2 separate regions of the Zea mays genome follow, and region 2 is linked to region 1. The links are chromatin contacts, called in public Hi-C maps. All regions are on one chromosome and are shown on one strand. The core of a region is the stretch at or near the end of the contact, and the rest is flanking DNA. Distances in the headings are between cores, read along the strand shown.

Region 1 (4,555 bases), core at 1,015-3,514:
AAAAACAAAAGCTTCAGAAAATATGAGGCATGCTTGAGATTTCAGTGAGTTTGCACTAAGGTATATGCTTCAGGGTAGGAAAGGTCTGGAAGATAGCTATGATACACATACATGTTATAATACAAAAAAAAAACTCGACCCCTGGGGGTTTGACATCCCCCAATATCTAACAGCAAGGGATTTTTCTCAAACTGCAGGGTAGAGAAAAGAGCCCAAAACCTGGCTGCCCAGGGCGTGCCTGCAGCACATACGTCTCCGAAGACAGTTACACAGAAGGGGCTTTTTTTCGTGCAACCCATAATTTGAACCTTGGTTGGCGACCTCCACCTAGAGGACCTAGCACTGCGCTATTGACGCGTTTGCATAAGTTATAATACAAATAAATTCAATTATCTACAGGTAAGACCGTAGAATCTCATGTAAAGTGCCTAGGGTCTGGACAACGACAAAGCGCTAGCGAACTTTACCAAAGTGTTTACAGGCTAGCATCAGCAGCCATTTTTAACATTAATTCATTAATAACAACGCAAAAGAATACAATGTCATAGTTCATAGTTCAGTATAACAAATGGAAGTGCATATGCATATATAGTGTAGCAAAAGCAATGCAACAATCTGATCCTAAGAGTACAATGAAGAGGCAATCTAAAGAGGCACCCTACCACAGCACCTGATGTGATGTACTCATGTGCACCAATACTTACTCATAAATATCATGTATCCTAGAAGCTACATGGAAATGGAAAGCAACAGCAAGCTGATAAGACCTAAGAACATGTGATTAAGTGAAAGAACCTCCACACATCAGAGTAAGTCCCAGGTCTAGGAATAGGATACAGGTTAAATTACATCCACACACTAGAAATTGTCAAAGACTATTAAGACACGATGATCCACATTGCAAAACTTTAAACATAGAGTTGAAGATGGACAATCAATTTGAACGTATGCTAACTAGACCCGAAAATCCAATATGTATCAGCTCCTATCAGTCAATGTCACAAGAACCTAGGCTTGAGAGTACGCATCATTTGGAGGTAGTATTAAATGCAGCCTGATTCCCAACCTAACCTATGAAGGTAATACAACATAAGCATGCCATGAAAATCATGTCTAGTAGTTAATTTTCTATGCAAAGCAGAGAGCCAGAGAACCCTCAGTTCATTCAGGTTATAGATGAACATAGAAATACTGAGAAGTGAAGAACACAAAACAACAGTCAATGTACATTCTCCCTATTGCTACATTCAGAATATGTGATGTGTGCATGTACATTATGAAACGAAGACCTAGTACCTGAGAAGCTACGCATGACAAAGGCTAATGCTAAGCAAGAAGATTACACTCACTTGACAAACTTGTGATAGGTTAGATGCACCCTGGTCTCCAGCTTAAGGAGCAGAAATGCATCTAAATCAAAAATACGAATAATGCAAACCCTCGTGAACATAAAAACATGGTAGACCACAAAATGTCACAAAGATGTAGGTTATGCATCTGCGCCATCTAAAGGCAGAAGCAAATGCAGCCAGATCCCCATATCTAGTTTATTAACATCAGTAAAAACTGCAATCCCAGCAAAGTTGATTCAAAATACCCCATTTGCTTGCATACTAGTCCATCCCTGATGAATTCAGATCCTTGAGCAGACCGCAGAAACTGAATAAAGAACATTATTACACACCAAAAGAAATGGCTTTATATGTACACCAGACAGTATTTTCCATGCAACAAGCACCACTTCTTTTTCACCACCAGCATCCCTCTCGCATCGCAGACCAACAGCCACCGGTGCATAAGAATAATACACCAGAACTGTTCGCTGCGGATTCGATCGGTGCACCGCCCCTCAACACTCCACGGCAGACGACCCTTGGCCCATTGCGTCCCTTCATCCCACCCAAGGACCAGAAGCAGAGGCGGCCGCCGTATCCACACCACGCCAAACTATCGACACGACGACCTAATCCCCTCGCCTTAATCGTCCTCGACACCCACACCGAAACGGATCCGACGCGCGAACCCAGCGCCCCGTCGCCGTGGGGGGACCAGATCCGGACGGCAAAGGAAACCGAAAGAGCTAAGCTTATCTTCAAAACGCGAGCAGGCGCGTAGCCGAGTAGGAGAAGGAGCCGGGAAAGGAGGTAAGATCCGGGGCACGGTGGAGAGGAGGGGAGCTCACCACGCCGGAGATGGAGAGGGACCTGAGCCGCCGCCGAGAGGAGGGAACCGGAGACTCGGAGAGCCTAATTCGATCCGCGTGTGGTGGCGTTTTCCCTTTCCGAAGAGGTCAAGCCAGTTGACGGTGGCAAATACTCATCGTCTCATCTTATAATTTTGGAACAATTGGATCTATACCATTAAAAGATCCAAACTTTAGATATATACCATGGACCCCACATGTCATTGACTCATGTGGACTCACATGTAAGTGAGATAGTAATGGTATGGATACAAAGTGGTGATCTTTTAATGGTATGGATCCAAATTTCCCTATAATTTTAACTGACTCATCTTATTAAAAAAATCATAATTATTATTAATTTGTACCGTGATATTATTTATTATATAATATAGTTTAAGTATAATTTTAAATTTTTCACTTTTTCTAAAAATTCTGAATAAGGTGAATCATCAAAGTTATCGTAAATAAATCAAACGAATTATAAATTAGAACAGCCGTATTACAGATTTACCGAAAAAACAAATAATTTTGCTATTTTTAGGGCTAGTCAAACTATCTCTTATTGACGTGGCACGTTAGTTTAACACGACATCATACAAATAATTTAACACGCCATCATACAACTTAAAACATGTCGGTCGCCTCACGCAAATGCGGTAACTGATTCACCACTTTGTTCGTTGCTTGCAAGTAGGGGCACGTATGGAAGCATCCAGTTTTTAAGAAAATGATTTATAAAAACTAAGGTGTTTTTAAATATGTCAGTTTATGCTCCCGTTTCTAGAAACTGGATTCCCAGTTTCTAAGAAACCAAGAAACTAGCCTTTTCTAGCTAAAATCAGTTTTTGCCTAGTAAATTACACATTAATATTAGTTGGTTTGGTGAAAATTATGGTGATTGCCATCGCTTCTAGATCTATGCTCAGTAAAGATAGGTTTGCCTTTGTGTATCGAAAAATTTAGAAATTGATTTCAAGAAACTAGCCTCAAATGCGTGCATCCAGTTTTTTTCCCTATAAACCAATATCTAGAAATTAAAGATAGAAACCCAAAAAATGGCGTGTTTCCAAACATGCTCTAGGCTACAATGTTTCTTATCTTGCATTTTATCCGTTTAAAGGAAGAGCAAACAGAATGAGAGATACGAGATATCTTTAACTGTGTACTTAGATTAAGATTACTTTCATTTTATATCCATATGCTTTCGATCTCGACTTAGAACTAGCTAGGATTCTGTTTGGCAGAGCTTCTGTTGATTGTAAAAGTAGTTTATCTGAGAAAACTGGTGAAAGACAGATTCTGCTTATTGATTGTTTTTAGCTTATTTTGAGAAGTAGTTTAAACTGATAAATTGTTGCAGAAGCCTACTGTTCGGTCATCTTCTTCTTAAATCTGCGAGAAAGCTGTGAAATAAGTTGTGCCACATAGGACCTAGGTTTTGTGTTGAAGCTTAAGTTGTCCTATTATGTATATACACGAGTTTGGGTTGTGTTAGGTTGTTAGTCTCTATGTGTGCGTTTGTGTGATCCGATGTTGAGGCTAGAGCACTAGTGTCGACTGCCTCCAAGGCTTACCCATATCGCTATGTAAAATATTATTTTGCACTATAGACTGCACTGTTCGTAAAGCAGAGTTTCAATATAAGAATAATGATGAGTAAACTGGTAGAGGTAGCCTTAGTGTTACAGTACTAGTGTTTGATCTCAACTTGGAAGTTGTTTGTTTCTCTGGCACAAACTAATTATGAATAAGTAATAAATTTAATCATATTTAAAATATAAAAAATAAATAAATTATGCTTGTTGACTTTGTTCTTGTTATTATACTTCTTACGAGTATATATAAGATTATAAACTATGTTTCGTCGGCTTTGAACCACCATACACATGCAATATATTGATTCTTGATGCAAAATTGGTTCGAGCAATTCACCGAGCACCTATTTCACATTGAATAGCAAAAAAACCCTAGAGAGAATTTTACTAACGATGAAAGAACTACCTCGAACCGGCAGAAGTTGGGGAAGTTGTGCGGGCCGAGGGAATGAAACGAGGATGGGGTGCTGAGGCAAGGAGGCGAGGCGTGGGGTGGTGTGCACGGACACGACGACGACGCGACAAGCGCTTGGGCGACAGCACGACGAGGCACAGGGCGAAAGCATGCGGACACGGGGGCGACACTCCGACGGGTTGAGGTGTATGGTGTGGGCGAGGTGGGTAGGTCGACGATGCGGCGGACAGTGGACCCAGGGGCAAAAGCTAGTAGAAAAATTAAGATGGTGCACCACCAAAACAATGCATAAATATTTCATGTCATATATGGTAAATATTAATCAATTTACAAATGAAATTTGTATTTACCATGTGCACC
Region 2 (4,555 bases), core at 558-3,057, 310 kb before region 1:
CGTAACACCAAAACATACCGCAGCAACCATAAAATTTAAATGGACAAAGCAGCTATACCAAGAGAAAAGGATAATTGGCGCAAAGCTTCAATGAATGGCATCGACTCAATATCACCTGAAATAAGAGAGAAATCAATTTATCTGCTACACTAGTAATCACGAAGTGTCAGATCGTAAGATGTCATAGAACCCTACCTACAGTGCCTCCCAATTCAATAACACAAACATCAGCTGGACGAGTCTGCCCATCCACAGGAACCGAAGACACTGACTGTATCCACTGTTTTATTTCATCAGTGACATGAGGAATAACCTGGATATTTGAAACCATAGGTGTTTCAGATTTTGCATATGGGCAGTCCGTACAATGCAACTCGAGTAATAAATGCCACAGAAGAATTACCTGTACAGTCTTTCCAAGATAATCACCCCTTCTCTCCTTCTCAATGACAGACTGAAAGAAGCAGAAACTATCGGTTTACAACCTTAAATGAGAAAAGGAAAGCATTTCCTTGAGGCAGAAGATACTCACCTGGTATATCTTTCCAGTGGTAATGTTGTTATCCCTTGTCAGAGTAACATCTATGAAACGCTCATAATTCCCCAAATCCAAGTCAACCTACAGATACCGCATGTTAGGTAGCTACCACCGAGACTGCGAGTTTAAAGAATGTGTATTAAATGCAAGCATTAAGGAGCTATACCTCTCCACCATCATCAAGAACAAACACCTCGCCATGCTCAAAGGGGGACATTGTACCAGCATCTGTGTTCAAGTATGGATCTACAAAAACAAGAGAGCAAAGTACTAAGACCAAAGCCCCTCCAAGAGATTTAATATCCACATGAGCAAACCATTTGTATTGTAAAATCACACAGAAAGAAAATAACACAAGAGATCCTAAAGGTGCCCCATTTTAGACAGAATTCTTTTAAAAAGCTAACCACATAAAGTCATTCAGGAGTTTTAAACCATAGGTACAGACGTACAGTGCACCATGCCAATTAAACGACAATCGAAGGCCACGCCACATCACTAAAAAGGCCCAACACCGACCTTCAGTGGAACGAAAGGTTCACATAAAAAGCTCAACAAAAGACTGACAGACAGCAACAAGCCTTTAAAACCTGACAACGAGCACGGGCTGACGAATTCATGGTGTAGCAACAATTTTCATCTCACTAGAAGCCAAGGTGACAGGTAACTGGAACCCCCAACAAGGTAATCTTTGACTACTAGTCATTGCCCCCAAGTTCCACCAAGAAGCAGTAAAGAATTGCGAATGGCCACGGAGACTCCAAGCAGAACCCAACAAACTGCCACTCTAATTACCTAATCCGGAAAGGATTAAATCCCTAGCAGAACCACGGAAGCGGGTCGCATTCATCACCCCGATCCAGTAAACACTACACACCTATCTCGCAACGACCACCCCCCGCTCGAAACGGCTCTAGGGTTATAAAGGTCACCGGGAGGGGAACGCCTCGCAAAAGCCGCGGAGGAAGTGAGTGAGGAGCGCGTACCGATCTTGATGCAAGTGACGCGGAGCCCGCAGGCCTTGAGGACGACGCCGATGCTGCTGGCGGTGACGCCCTTGCCGAGGCCGCTGACGACGCCGCCGGTGATCAGCACGTACTTGGTCGGCGCCCGGCCCTCCTCTTCCGCCGGCGCCGGCGGCGAGGGCGAAGGCGAAGACATGGCGGCAGGCGGGAGGACGGAGAAGGGGATATGCCGCAGCCCGATTGGGAAGGGGGGAGAAGAGATGCTTCGCTTCTGTTGGGTTGGGAAGAAGGCAAACTGTCAGAGCAAGCGCACACGCTCGCTGGCTCGACCAGTGTCTCCGCTCTCCAGCCAACTGTGCTTGTTTGGTAGCGGCCCAGATTAGGGGTGAAAAGGACGATCGATCCGTAAACTAGGTGAGTGTCCGTGCGTTGCAACGGGGACATATAATATCACGATAACTTATGTATAAATATGTATTATGCTGGAATTTATGTTATACTGTTATGAGAAAATGTTTTATACATTTCAATAGAAACATATAATACCACGAGAACACGAGAACATATAATACTACGATAATTTATGTGCATTGCAACAGAAACATATAATATCACAATAATTTATGTATAAATGTGTATTATATTAAAATGTGTGTTATATTTAGCAGTCTTATCCTTCAAGTCCACCTAGAAAATATCATACATACAACCATTTCAAACATCCAACAATGGGAGCAGCAGGAGGCTTAACCATCCCCTTCCTTAATTCCATAAGTTGTGGTGAGAATTCCAGTGCCACACAACGTGTTCCTTAATTTCATAAGTTGTGGTGAGAACTCCAGTGCCACACAACTTGTTGTACCGTGGAGATTCGACCAGAGGAGTTCAGAACAAAAAAAATCAGCATCCAACATCGTGACCTAACTAATTGCTATGCAACTAATTCAGAGTTTCAGACCAGTTTAGATATTCAGCATGTGTGATAACTGTTGAAACTTGTCCAAACCTTGAAATCAACTATGTCAAAACAAACCATTTGACACCAGCTATATGCTCAAGGTTGGCATTAAATGTTTGAGCAGTATAGCAAGCAGGGGGAAGTGTCATAGTTCTTTTGGGTCATTCTTACGTAGAAGAGTTTGCAAGCTGGGTTGCCTTGACCGCGAGAACAGGCAACCTTGCACTACAAAAGGAAAGTCGGACCTCCTTGGAGTCTTGGAGATCAGAACACCGAACCAACGACGAGCTGCGGCTCGAAGAGATTTTGATGGCTGAATGGGCCGGCATTAGTCATAGCAGATCCGGCAAGGCCCAAACACTATGTCGATAATGCCAACACAAACCAGTGAAAATCACATTGGTCAATGGTGAGCTGGAAATGAATTACATGTGTGTATAACTGAAGTTTGCTTTTATCACTAAACTAAGGATACTTCATAATGGTCCAATCAAATACATAATCTAGTTGGTACCCTACAAGTATACAGAATAAGCCACATCAAAAATAGAGATGCAAGGAACATCAATTATACATTTCTCATGTTTAATCATACCCTCGCAGATAAATAGGTCACAGAAGAGTCTCTTCAAATAGGAGTAATATAGTTTATCTTCAAATCGTATTGATCTACAGTAATGAAAATATGTAGTAAACTCTGATGGATATGATTTACAGAGGACTTGTTTAGAAAATTTGACAAGTTATTTTCAAAGGCATAAAAAATAAATACATGAGCACATAACAAAGAGATTCCAGATCATCTCTTCTGCTTTGCTCTAGAAGGAAATGAAAAAAGTTACCCAAATTCATCTATCAAGGCATTCAGATTTGTGTATGAATAACTTGCAGCTAATTGGCTACAAGTTCAAGTATAGTGTTACAGGTTTTAAGGAGTTTTTAGATTTGTTAAAAGGCATTCAGATTTCTGCATTTTTAGCGATGGTAAAAGCTCTTCTTGCATCATTGTCTGAGCTGGTAGCATCTTAGATATATTTTTTATCCAAATAATGGTTGTGCTCATGTAAACCTCGCCATGGAAAAAGCCTCTGCACCAGATGAAATATTCAAATGGAATGATCAATATAATGAACTGTAACAGGTGACATGAATGTCGGACATGTAAGAAAATCTGCACTAACTTGTTCATGACAGCATCGAAGTCCTGGACACAAATTGCAACCAAATTGAAGAGCATCCCAAATATGTACAGCCAAAAATTCTGTGCATTGATATTTCTTGAAGGATTTTTCTTGATGATAACCTGGATTGTTCAAAATAAAGGAATATATTACATTCCTAAAAAATCATTAATATTTTGTATCAAATGTATTTTCCAAAAAAACAAGAATACAAATGATGAAAAGATTAGAAGTATAGAGTCACACACTTCAGTATATACTCCTGCAAAACCACTTAAAAGAGCCATCACCTGCAAAAAGGGGAAAAGGGCATTCAGGTAGTTGTTAAATACTTCCTCTACTATGTCCAGAAGACAGGATTGATTATTTTTCTGCTTCACTCACAATTGCCATCACCCAACCTCGAATAGGGGTCTGAAGAACATGGTCTGACCTAGAAAAGGACAAATAAGAAAGCAATGAGGGAGAGGGGGGCATTGAACAAACAAGAAAAAGAATGAGGGGTTAGGGGAAACATGTTTGGCTTACGAGGGACTGAGCTGAGCAGTAGTGCATCCAGCTCACTGAATTTGACTTAACATGCGTTAGTTCAACCATGCTAAAACAACAATGGAAAGCAGTTGTTGGGGAAGAAAATATTAAAAAACTGTAAGGAATGAAGTGGAAAACAATAGAGGTTTTGTTACGAACTTACGATGACCAAATAGGAGGGTAGCATGGTATTAGATTCAACAAATGTGTCAGTTTCAGATTTCAGAGTTAGTTGTTGCATAGTCCTTTAGGCAGCTAGTTACTTCAATAGAGTACGGATTCAAGCCTAAGGATGACTATTTATTTTACATATTGAACTTCAGCAGAACTCTTTCATCACAGAACTATAATTCATGTCTTCCATCTTTAGCATTCAGCTTTG

Evidence for each region. A called contact is a pair of places that touch in the nucleus more often than the background predicts.
Region 2: a Hi-C map of bundle sheath shows a contact between it and region 1, with 3 times the contacts expected there. The contact joins the promoter of LOC100280500 here to the promoter of LOC100193578 in region 1. A contact is called at or near these places in 2 of 25 Hi-C or Micro-C datasets (bundle sheath and ear).

Annotation. Positions count from the first base shown.
Region 1 is chr3:130,416,664-130,421,218 of Zm-B73-REFERENCE-NAM-5.0, reverse strand. It overlaps LOC100193578, which reads right to left and starts at 2,264. Exons shown (of 2, transcript NM_001358894.1): 1 at 2,183-2,264.
Region 2 is chr3:130,725,079-130,729,633 of Zm-B73-REFERENCE-NAM-5.0, reverse strand. It overlaps LOC100280500 (CTP synthase), which reads right to left and starts at 1,807. Exons shown (of 23, transcript NM_001153420.2): 1 at 1,525-1,807; 2 at 705-784; 3 at 533-619; 4 at 404-454; 5 at 196-313; 6 at 59-115. The coding sequence starts at 1,699. It also overlaps the pseudogene LOC103652184.